3 separate regions of the Sus scrofa genome follow, and regions 1 and 2 are each linked to region 3. The links are chromatin contacts, called in public HiChIP or PLAC-seq and promoter capture Hi-C maps. All regions are on one chromosome and are shown on one strand. The core of a region is the stretch at or near the end of the contact, and the rest is flanking DNA. Distances in the headings are between cores, read along the strand shown. Region 1 holds the start of BRIX1 (BRX1, biogenesis of ribosomes). Region 2 holds the start of NIPBL (nipped-B-like protein). Region 3 holds the start of LMBRD2 (LMBR1 domain-containing protein 2).

Region 1 (3,753 bases), core at 1,102-3,601, 950 kb before region 3:
GGCTGGCGGCTACAGCTCTGATTCGACCCCTAGCCTGGGAACCTCCATATGCCTTGGGTGTGGCCCTAAAAAGATTTAAAAAATTAAAAAAAGATGAATGTAAATGCTTTTCCAAGTATGAAATGAACTGTAAGCATACTTTCTATTAATATTGTGAAAAATCAGAATCCATGATTGTAACAAATGAAAAATGAATTGGTAATTAATTTTCTAAAGTAAAGTTTATATTACTTATATTCTAATAACTTCTCCTGTATTTTTCTGACCATTATGTATAATGTTTTTATGTTGTTATAATGATAATAAAATAGTTCACCTGGCACAGGACTTGATCCAAAAATAGATAAACAGTCTAAAAGGACGGTTAAATTAATTCGAAAAGTAACAGACTCTTCTTGAACTGTAAACTCTTGAAATATTCCAGCCTATGGAAAAAAAAAGTGAAAATGTATACGTATATTAAAGAATGAAACTCATATAAGGTTCTGAATTTCACTTTATATGTTTTTAAAATAACAATATTGTGCTAATACCATGAAAATAATTTTTGATTACCAAGAAAAACCTCTTAAACTTTTTCAACTGTGATTCATTAGGTGTAAGAATGATTTTGGTCCCATGCAAAACTTTATGAAAGGTCCTTCATCTAGCTTCGAGGAGCTAAACTATCCCCCACCTGACTCTCCCTTGTCTTCTCTGTGTGCCCATAAACTTGGCTAAGGTTATTCAGACACTAGTCAATCAGACAATGCACGAGTGATACTGGTCTTCAGCTTCTTTTGAGGACAGAAACCATGTCTTATTTATCCCTCTATACCCAAGGTCATACCATGCACTTAGGTGTTCCAAAAAAATTCTGAACTAAATCTGAAATCCTATCTGAACTATTCAAATATTACTTTTAAGAGTAGATTATACTATAACCAATAAAAGGGATTTTTTTTTTTTTTAATCATAGGGAGGTAGTGGTAAAGGGCATATGCTATGGAAACAAATGTCCTGGGTTCTTATCCCAATTCAGCTGCTTGCCAGCTGTAGGACTGTTGACAAATCACTTAACAGTGTCTCAGTTTCCACATACGTAAAAATGAGAATAATAACAGAACCTACATCAAAGACTATTCTCTGAGGATTAAATGAGTTAAACATATAAAACGCTCAGAAGAGTGCCCGGCCTATAGTTTAGCTTAATATATTCTAGACATTATTATTATTATTAACCATTATCTCTGTTAAACAAGATTGCAGAAGAATTTGTTACCAGGAGAGAAAAAGAATTCAAGTAATGATATTTTGCTCTTTAACTTAAATGATATCAATTAAGACCTTCATTGTCTGGGGTGAAGAATATCACTAAGTCCCAGGCTTAAAGGTGACTACTTTCATACCTGAATAAAAGCATTTGCTTGCACACACTTTGCATTTTCCACTGTGACCTTGATTCCATTTTTAGTAGCGAAACAGGTGGCATGTTCTCGGAAATGAATAGCCTTCAAGATAGTGGAGAGATTCCTCACGTTGTCGAGGCTGGCCACTAAACTGTAATCACTCTCATCTGGGATCTGTTGTGTTAGGAGGGGCATGGTTCACTGCGCATTCCGCCCGGAGAGCGGCTCCTGATGCCAACACCTGCTCCCGCTGGTCGCGGAACACCTGATGAGATCAGACAAACTCCCGTCAATGCTGGCTAAGCCCGCGATCTCAACCTGCGCTGAGCCAAGTGGAAGAGGCCTGGACGGTGAACTCGACCGACCAGGGATTGAACCCCACTTCTGCCACTTAACTGTCTAACTTTGGGGGAAATTATCTCTTTAAGCTACGGTTTCCTCGTCTTCAGTAAGACGACAGTAACCATGAAAAACTGAACGATGAAAACACCCAACAACAACAACATCATTCTACTCGGGCCAGCTTCGCCACGCCAAGATGAGGCTGCGTATCACCAAAGAGTCGGTTTTGAGCTGTCCACGCAGCCAACCTCGTCCCTAACAGACAAGGGGTGGGGGTGGTCCTCGGATCCTCCAAAAGCCCCAGACAACGCGGCGCACCAACCCGCCGCGGGACTGCACCCGTTTACTAGTCTCGATATGCCAAGCGCCCAAACCCACCTTTGGGGTCGGGACGCAGCTCCCTGGCAGCCGGGGAGGAAGTGGAGCGGCTCCCGCCACTTTTTCAGACCCGCCAGCCCCGTCAGCACCGTCACCACAGAGATAGACAAAGCCTAGAGAGTCTGGCATCCGGTACCACAGAGACCGGAAAGAGGCACCTAGAGCTGGAGGACTGCCGAGCCCAGCCCCGGGACCATAGAGATGGGAAAGCGGAGCGAGCGGCGCAGCCGGAAGGAAGGCCCAGAGAGAAGCTGGGGAGCAAGATGGCGGGAAGCAAGATGGCGGCAACCAAGAGGAAACGGCGTGGAGGCCCGGCTGGTCCGGCGAAAAAGCTGAAAAGAAGCGAAAAAGACGCCAAGCCGCCTGCTAAGTCAAGCGAGGTGGCAGAGGAAGCGGAGGAGGAAGATAGAAATCGTATTCCGGGCCCGGTTTGCAAGGTAGAGTGGGCTCTGCGGCCGCGGCTCCGCACGCCTTCTCTGAGGCTACCTATTTGATTATGGCTCTGCGGGTTTCGGAGTTTCTGAGGTGTTCCTGGAGGTCGTTTTCAGCCCTTCCAGCTGGACTGGCTACCAGGTTTATAGCTAAAGCTTGGACACATGGCTGCCCTCCTGGAGGCGCGGGCTGAGCACCTGGGTGGGCTTCAGAGCTTTTAGAGGGTCACAGAGAAGCGACTTTGAGGGTCTTAATTCCAGCGTTTAGTCTTCCATTTACTCCCCTATTGTTGTTGTTGTTGGAGAGTAATAGTTTTACCAATTAAAGTTATTCCTCGCTATTGAGTGTATCCCTTAGAGTAATACTTCCATATACCGACATAGTTAGGTATGGTTAGTTAGGAATCCTAAAGCTTGTTATGTGGCCCTTTAAAAAGTTCCTTTTCTTGGGATTGTGAATTTGACTTGCTTGATCTCGGGGTAATGAAAGCTAGACAAGATAACGTGAGCTTTTCTTGTATTCATGAAGTTTTAACGTGCCGGGCACGGTGAGAAGTTAGGTTTCCCCTGCCTTGGGATTGCAAAACTAGAATGTGACCACTTCAGTTTAGAAGGAAACTAGGAACTTATATGTTTTTTGCTCAAAACAAGGTGAGCACAAGTTGCTGCTAACTTTAATTCGACTGAGAGCTCCTTAAGCCAGGTCAAATATTGTGGAGACTAGAGTTAACATTTGTTTCATAAACTTCTCTGTCGACCTTCAGCTTTGCCAGATCTCTGTTTGACACGCTAGCGAGTAATAAATGACCCTTAATGGTTTGGTGGGGTGGCAAGCATTGGGAAAGGAGTGAGCTTTGAGGAATGAAAGATGAGCTTGAATTGTAGCCCTGCTCTTAACAGGGACGTTTTGAGCTCTTTTCTCACCTGCAAATTGAAAGGAAGAAAATATGATTTGCTTTTTATGAAAAATAAGCAGACTTCTGTTAGATTTTCAGTAAATGTTAAGCGTTCTCTTTTAGGAGCTAGAAAAAATACGATAAGGATCTATGAGTTGAGTTATAAATGAAAATTCTATTTAAATGAAGAAGATAAATATTGCTCTAGAATAAACAGGTTAGGGATTATGAAGGATTTGATTTAGCCTTTGAGCTAGATCCTAAGGTAAGAGCAAAATTCTGATTTTCAGAAAGGGGAAGGAGCAATGCAAGGGAGAG
Region 2 (3,811 bases), core at 135-2,634, 690 kb after region 3:
CGCGCACGGCCTTGGGGCTGCGGTCAAAGCTTTGGCTTTTACTCTCAGCTAGATGCCGAGCAATTGCAGGGCCTAGAGTAAAAGAGCGACAAGATCCGATTTAATCCTTTGAGAGATTTTTGAGGCAGAAGGAATAACCTGTAGGCAAATTTTCCTATTTACTTTTGGCGTAATGGTACACATACAAATACATAAACAATATAATTTACGTACGACTCAACGAAATGCAGAAAAGTATACCACAAATTCCGTCCTATTTGAGTAAAATTCTCTTACCTATGCACTTTTTACCTGAAGAATAGCCCCCTTGTAATTTACATTAGTAAACGTTAATAGTGAACTGCGGAACGATAAAGTTAATTCATGTGTTTCAGTAAGAGACACAAAGGGCGCGGTACACATAATCGCATCTGTTCTCCAGCCTTGGCCAGTGGTACCTCACTGTTTGAAACGCAAAGAGGAAAACGGTGTCTGAAATCGGCTGGCCCCAGGCCCACCCGCGGCCCGCATTCCGCCGGCTCTCGTCGCGCGCTCGGCTCCACCCACACCTAGTGGGGGGCGCGGACTCGCGCGCTCCGGGCCCGCTGAGCCGGCTCCTGGCTCGAACAGCGTCGCCTACAGGCCTTTATCCCGACTGTTAGGCAAGAGCCCAAACCGCCGCCAACAAAAAGCAAGACCAGAAAAGACCACATATTTCCAGAAATAAATGCATCATAAACGCGACTCCAATTCAATCCAGCTGAGAATCTTCTTCTCCTCCAAGGGGTGCGTTCTTACTCCGCAGAAATAATGCAGAGACGGGCGTAAAGTTCGGCCTCTCAGAAGGAGAGAAGGGCGTACATTACGATACATCCATCCACCCGGCTGCAGGGAAACCATTTAAAAAATGCACGGTAGCCGTCGGATTGCGGGCGTCCTCTATGGGGCCGCCCCGAGCTCGGCTCCCGAGAGCTAATGACGAGCAGCTGCAACGGCGTGAGCGGCCTACGAGCCGGTCCGGACCTGAGCGCCCCCCACGCACACGACCACCACCGAACTCGGGGCCCGCTCCGGTCGGCCTCCAGGAAAATAAAGAACAGGAAGACCCGGCCCGTCCGTGCCGCAGCGAAAACGCCGCTACGTAGGATCGACAATAAAAGGCAACATCCACAGCCGCCCTGAGGAGGAGAAAGGCGCAGAAGAGAACCACCGCCTGCTCTCTGCCGGCTGCCGGCCGCCGCCGGGCCGGGGTGCGGTGCGGAGAGGCGCGGGCCGTGCAGTCCGGCGCGGCCGAGGACGCGAGCTGAAGTGGTGGCGGCGGCGCGGCGGTGGCGGAAGTGGAGTGGGGAAGAGGGGGTGGTTGTTAGTGTTTGGCGCCGGCGGAGGGAGTCATTCCTGCAGCTGCACTTCCGGTCGGCATTTTGTTCTGCGAGGGAGAGACGGAACGAGAGAGAGAGACACACACAGGGCTCCTTTCCCCCCCGCCCTCCCCCCCTCCCTCCGTCGGTACCGACTCACCCGACACCACCAAGCCGCAGGGAGGGACGCCCCCGCCGACAGGAGGATTGGTTCCCGGGCCGGCGGCGATGCCCCCCCGGTAGCTCGGGCCCCTGGTCGGGTGTTTGCGAGTGTTTCTATGTGGGAGAAGGAGGAGGAGGAGGAAGAAGAAGCAGCGATTTGTCTTCTCGGCTGGTCTCCCCCCGGCTCTACATGTTCCCCGCACTGAGGAGACGGAAGAGGAGCCGTAGCCACCCCCCCTCCCGGCCCGGATTATAGTCTCTCGCCACAGCGGCCTCGGCCTCCCCTTGGATTCAGACGCCGATTCGCCCAGGTAAATTCCTGCTCTTTATTTCGGCGGCGGCGGCGGCGGCGCCAGGTCCTCAGCGTCTCTCCTCCTCGCTCCCCTCCCGGCCGTTTCCTTAGCGGCCCCAGGTCTCCTCCACGGGCGAGTCTAGAGTTCGCTCCTCTCTGGTGGCAGCCGCCCTGGGTGGCGGTGGTTTTGTACCCTCTCCCGGCCGGCTCCGGTGGCGGGGACTGGGCTCCTGCCGGGCGGCCGGGGAGGCGTAGGCCCGGCGGAGAGTGCAGGCCGCGGGCCAGCGGAATCTACTTGAGCTCGGGGATTAGGAGAGCTCCGGGCTGAGCGGAGCTACTGCTGGTCGGTGACAGGCCTCGCCCGGGAGAAGAGCCGTAGCTAGTGAGGAGGCGGAAACAATACAACTAACAGCAAATGTGCCCTGATCGTCCCCATATTTACAACTTTCCTGGTCCGGGAGTGGGGAACGTCCCAGTGAAACAAACAACCCCCCTTCTTCCCCCTGTGACCCCATGAAGGGAGGAAGTAGTTTCAGTTAGTGAGACAAATGTAAATACTCAGACACGGATCCAGTGGTAATTCTTTTCCTGTGTAAAACTTGTTTGGACGTTGGAAAGTTAATAAAGACTCATTTTCTTTTTAAAAAGAATTAAATCGTCCACATGAATATTTAATACAGAAAACCATAGTGTGGTAGACACTACATATGACCTCCCCAACCACGCAGAGAGCTTTTATGTTGTTGTTTGACAGTGTGTTGCACATGGACTTTTTATTCAAAGACAAGTATAAAGTACTTGACAGGTTTATCCTGCCACTTTATATTTGTGTGCGTTATATAAGGACAGTTTTAAACGACTTTGCATGAAACACTCAGGTACTTCCTGATCTAAACGTGTAGAAGCTTAGAAAGAATTTTCAATGTTCTGAGAATGGTAGTGACATACAGGTACAACCAATTTTCTTAAAAGGGTAGAAAATAAGTTATGCTTAAAATCCCTGGGAGGTTAAAAAAAAAAATGTACAAGGTGCCATCCTTTCATGTCAGGGCAGATCTTCTTGAGGTCCCAGGATTGCCATTGGCTGTTTGTGCCCATGATGTTTGACTGTGTAATGAGAGAGGTGTCATTTTAATAGGTCAAATGTATCTGTAATGCTGGAGAAAAATACCAGTTCTATCTTAACAAATTCTAGTTCACAAGTAAGTTAAGTGTATAGAGCTTATTTATGGTGGCGTTAGTAGTGTAGGTTGGTATAAGGGAAAAACCAATTTAAAAGTCCTCAGCCATACAAATTGCATAGAAAAATAAATGGACCTGGGTTGGGCTATTTTGATACTTTGTCTCATATTCACTGAAGGAAAACTTTCATTGGTTAAAATGAAGCAACACTGATCAACAACGTCCCTTGTTTTATTAGTGGGTGTTACATATTTTGTGTCTCATTAGATATTATTGCCATTGTAGAATAAGGAAGTTTTCTGAAGATTACTTTTGAGTTTAGCCCTCTGCTTAAAATAAATTGTTGCACATTTCCTGCAAACGTATGAATAAAGTTAAGAAGAGTGAAGTTAATATAGCTGTCACGTACTAGGCATGTTTTTAATGCTATAAATCCGTGTAGTAGTCAGTAGCGTGTCCGTGATTTGTATTGGTCAGGGAGCAGTTTGAATTTTAAAAAGCCTGAAGCTCCTGCTGAGCCCCAATCCCGGCCTCCCTCCCTCCCACTAATCTCCCATTCCTGTCTTTGTGCTGCCTGCTCCTGTTAGACACTGTTTGCTACAGGGCCTCAGGCCTACACTGGGTGGGGGGCACGCGAATGGGGGCTGGGGGGGTGGGGGGGTGTAGAATACCGAAGGGAGGGACTGTTCACTTCTTAAGCGGAGGGTTTGGGGGTGGGGGTGGGGTAAGGGCTTCAATATAAATGTTTAAAAGGCCCTTATATGATCCTGTGATTGTCTTTACAACTTTTATTTAAATATCATAGACTATGTCAAGGGATGAACATACTTCTACTAAA
Region 3 (3,827 bases), core at 341-2,840:
ACCACAGCTCAAGGCAATGGTGAGGTTTTACCCACTGAGCGAGGCTAGGGATTGAACCGAAACCTCATGCTTCCTAGTTGGATTTGTTTCCGCTGTGCCACCATGGGAACTCCCAATTTTTTTTTTGGTTAAAAATATTTCCTCTGAGTTGCAATTTTAAGGGAAAGGGTGTTGATTTCAAGCGAAGGCAACTGCTTTCTCCTTACTCAAAGTAACATAGAGATTACTTTATGTAAAAAAAATCAGAATAATTGCATTTAAAGCTATTTTCCACATAACATTAATTTCACTAATTGTGAACATTTAGCCTAGTATCCTTCACCTAGGTTCAATCAGAATCAATCTGTGAACAGATCCCTTCTTTATACCAATCTCACCTACTTTTAAGAACAAACTAAAGGTTCATGAATGCCTTCCTCTGTCAAGAGGTGGTTGTTTTTCAAGCGAAGCACTAAGCCTAAAACAAGCACATACCCTGGCAAGGGAGGTTTAATCCCAGTATAAAGAGAAGTTTTTTTGTTTCTTGTTGTTCAAGAAATAAGAAGGTATGCCACACAGCATACTGAGGTAACATTCTAATATTTTTGTGATGACGCTGACCTGCTTACTTCTGGGCTTTATAAATCCTCTCCACTTTTATTAGAGTTGGATTTTTTTTCCCCTTCTCTCTCTCTCACCCTGTTTTCCCAGGGTCACAGTTATAGTACAGTTTGCACAGTGGATTTCGCCCGGTCATCATACTCGGAATATGGCACGCTCTCTAACCATCTCCAAACTCTTCTCCGCGGAGGTAGGCAAAAGCAGCCTGCTTTTCAGAGATTAGGCAATCAGCAGCAGCCGGTCGAGAGAGAGCAACCGATAGGCTTTGTTAGTGGCCCCTAGCGTATACGGATACAGTCATGCTAGTGTTGTAAGACTGCTCAAGGCTGCAAAGGGATGCTCAGCTTTGCCACTGCGGACAGGAACACAGCGGTCTCCTGATCCCCTAAAATTCAACCACCACCTTTGACTCAAACTGCGCCTTCACTTACAAAATGCTCTCACTCATGTTCCTCTGGTTTGACCCTGACGGCGGCAAGATGTGAAATAATCCTTCGTTGCCATAGTGCCTATTTTACAGATCAGGAAAGGATCTTGTCCACAGACCCAATCCTAAGGGCTGCCCTCTCCCGGATGGAGGAAGCAGCTCCCGGCGGAGGGGTAGACACAGGCAGGTGTGACGCCCGCGGCCGCAACCTCTCACCTGGCGGGCGGGGCGGGCCACTGCCTCCACTCAGCGGCCAGGAACGTAGGCCCCGCGGCGGCGGCCTCTCGGGGTCTCGTGGGTCCCTCTCTCGCCGCCTGCACTTGGCCCCAGATCCCAAAATGTCTCAGGCTCTCCCCCCTCAGGCTCACCGTCCGATCTCGCCGGACAGATTCCAGAAGGACCTGGAAACCCCCTGTCCGCCACAGCCGTCTGGGGTCTGGAACCCACGCTCTTTGGCGACGGCGGTGGCTGTCACCAGAAGGCCTAGGGGTTCCCGGGAAAAGAAAACCTGTCGCCCGTCAAGCTGCTGCCATAGCCCGGTCGGCTGGAGCACCGCCCACTTCCGCCTCCCCGCCTACCCTGTGGGCCGTCCAGTGCCGCAACCGCGGGGGGTTGTGGGTATATGGAAGGCGGGGAAAGCTGCGAGGAAAGGAAGTAGTGGCGAGGCAGCCGGATTGCCAGGCAGGGAGAAAACTACAATTCCCAGAAGGCAGCGGGGCCGCAGACGGTAGCGGGGAGGAGAGCGGGCAGAAGTTTTCTGCGCGCGCGGTGGGGATGGAACGTTGATAGAGTTCGCGGGTCTCACTGCTGGGGGCTGGAGCCACACGCAGTGCGCCGCCGCGCGCCAAAGCGGGAATCCGGGAGGCGGGCACCTCTGCAATTAATGCACGCGTTTAAAACTCCCGAACCTGCGGACGCCATGCACAGGTAAACCGTTTGCAGAAAGGGGCAGACCGTGAGTGGACCATCTTAATTCTTTTAGGCCGCGAGTTTTGCTACTTCCTAATATTGTTTGTAATGCTGCAATGTGAATGGTTGCTTAACCTCCTCTTTGGGAAAACGTGGATGGGTGGATGCTTTAGTGCTGTGATCAGCGTGCGATATTATTTGGCTTCCCTTATTGGGCTTTTCTGCTCCTGTTTTCAATCACTGTATAATTGCCCTCTTCTTATCTGTTCCATCCACTTTGAGACATTCTTGAGGCCTTCTGCATGATCGTAAATCAAAAAGCCTTTTCGATTTGTTCGGTGTGTTTGGTTCTTTTTTCTTTCATTCTTGGGAACTCGCCGCCGGCACTTAAAATGCAAGTTCAGTTAGCTGCTGTGAGCGTTTTCGGTAATGCATAAGTTGCAGCTTCCTTTAGGCCTGTTTGGAATTATTCACGGGTGTGTTTTTTAAAGGAACGGGGGCTATTGTGCTTATCTGCAGGAAGCACCTCCAGGAGATTCCCGACCAGAGTAGCAACGTTACCACCAGCTTCACGTGGGGATGGGATTCTAGCAAGACTTCTGAACTGCTTTCAGGCATGGGGGTCTCTGCCTTGGAGAAGGAGGAGGTGGACAGTGAGAACATCCCCCAGGAACTGCTTTCAAACCTGGGCCACCCGCAGAGCCCTCCGCGAAAACGGCTGAAGAGCAAAGGGAATGAAAAGGACTTTGTGATCGTCCGCAGACCTAAGCTAAATCGAGAGAACTTTCCAGGTAAGGTATGAGGGTCAAACTATCGGTGCAGTAAGTGGTAGCTTGAAATATTTTGTTGGTAAACCTTTGTTTAAGGATCATTAGGATGGAGCGCTTTTAAAATTGCCTAATTTTGAAGTTATTTTCCAAAGAGATGAGAAAATTCGTTGCTTTAGAAGTTAACAGAAATGTTGGTAGCTGTATATCTTAAGATGCACAATAGACTTTGAATCCAGGAGAATCCGTTCCTGCCTTTCTCTTTAGGAAGGACTCTGCCTGGTCTAAGGCCAGCTTAGTGCCACTGACAAATGAGAACAAAGAAATGATCCTTTAGGATTCTTTTTGTTTATATTCTGCTGCTCTGGTTGAGGTTTTTGCCAAAATCAACTTTACTTATTTGTCAAGGGATTGCTAAAGTGAATGTTGAACTAGGTGGAAGAAGAGACTTCTCTTCCCGGGTCCATCCCCAAGTGGGCTTATTCTGGTATGCTCTGTCTCCATGACTGCCCGTGTTATCTGTTCAATTGCCCAGCCCCCAAACCTGAAAATCAGTCAGATTCCCACCAACCCCAACATCCATCCAATCATTACATCTTTCCCTTTTGTGTCCTGAATATTTCTCAAGCTGTCAACATCTGAATATTGGAATGGACTCATAATTCCAGCCTTATCCTCCCCAGATCCATCCCCCAGAGCCAGAGTGGACTGACTGAAATGTAAAACGCACCACGTCATTCCCCTCTAATAGCTCTCTGTTACCAGGCTTCTCAGGCAGATGAGTAAGTGCCTCCCAGAGTGGATCCAGAACTCCAGGAGTATGCAAAGCCATAGGGTAAACAGTGCACTGACCTGGGGTTATCAGTTTTTCTTGCTGGTAAACCATGTAAACCATTAATTCAGCAAATATTTGCTGAGCACATTTTATATGCTAGTCATTGTTCTAGGTACTGGGGATATAGCATTGAGCAAAACAAAAACATTTCCACCCTCGTGGAGTTTCTGCTTCGGAGAGAGGATGCAGGAAACATAAATCTGGTGTATGGTATACTAGAATACGTGCTATGGATAAAAGCAAAAATGGAACAAGCCAAAAGGGATTGGAGGTCCTTGGGTGGGAAGCT

Evidence for each region. Promoter capture Hi-C pulls out the DNA fragments that hold promoters and counts their contacts. HiChIP or PLAC-seq counts read pairs in DNA pulled down with a chosen protein or histone mark.
Region 1: an H3K27ac HiChIP or PLAC-seq map of alveolar macrophages shows a contact between it and region 3. The contact joins the promoter of BRIX1 here to the promoter of LMBRD2 in region 3. A contact is called at or near these places in 2 of 5 promoter capture datasets (fetal liver and liver), 2 of 47 Hi-C or Micro-C datasets (heart right ventricle and skeletal muscle) and 2 of 2 datasets of contacts at active chromatin or transcription factors (alveolar macrophages and skeletal muscle).
Region 2: a promoter capture Hi-C map of liver shows a contact between it and region 3, with 4 times the contacts expected there. The contact joins the promoter of NIPBL here to the promoter of LMBRD2 in region 3. A contact is called at or near these places in 2 of 5 promoter capture datasets (fetal liver and liver) and 2 of 47 Hi-C or Micro-C datasets (fetal liver and skeletal muscle).

What each region holds. Positions count from the first base shown.
Region 1 is chr16:20,509,930-20,513,682 of Sscrofa11.1, forward strand. It overlaps BRIX1 (BRX1, biogenesis of ribosomes), which reads left to right and starts at 2,352. Exons shown (of 10, transcript NM_001244824.1): 1 at 2,352-2,545. The coding sequence starts at 2,372. It overlaps RAD1 (cell cycle checkpoint protein RAD1), which reads right to left and starts at 2,243. Exons shown (of 8, transcript XR_308376.3): 1 at 2,109-2,243; 2 at 1,389-1,653; 3 at 317-425.
Region 2 is chr16:22,151,085-22,154,895 of Sscrofa11.1, forward strand. NIPBL (nipped-B-like protein) reads left to right here and starts at 1,385. Exons shown (of 47, transcript XM_021076592.1): 1 at 1,385-1,810.
Region 3 is chr16:21,461,332-21,465,158 of Sscrofa11.1, forward strand. It overlaps LMBRD2 (LMBR1 domain-containing protein 2), which reads right to left and starts at 1,591. Exons shown (of 19, transcript XM_021076992.1): 1 at 1,244-1,591. SKP2 (S-phase kinase associated protein 2) reads left to right here and starts at 1,939. Exons shown (of 10, transcript NM_001171755.1): 1 at 1,939-1,954; 2 at 2,456-2,727. The coding sequence starts at 1,947.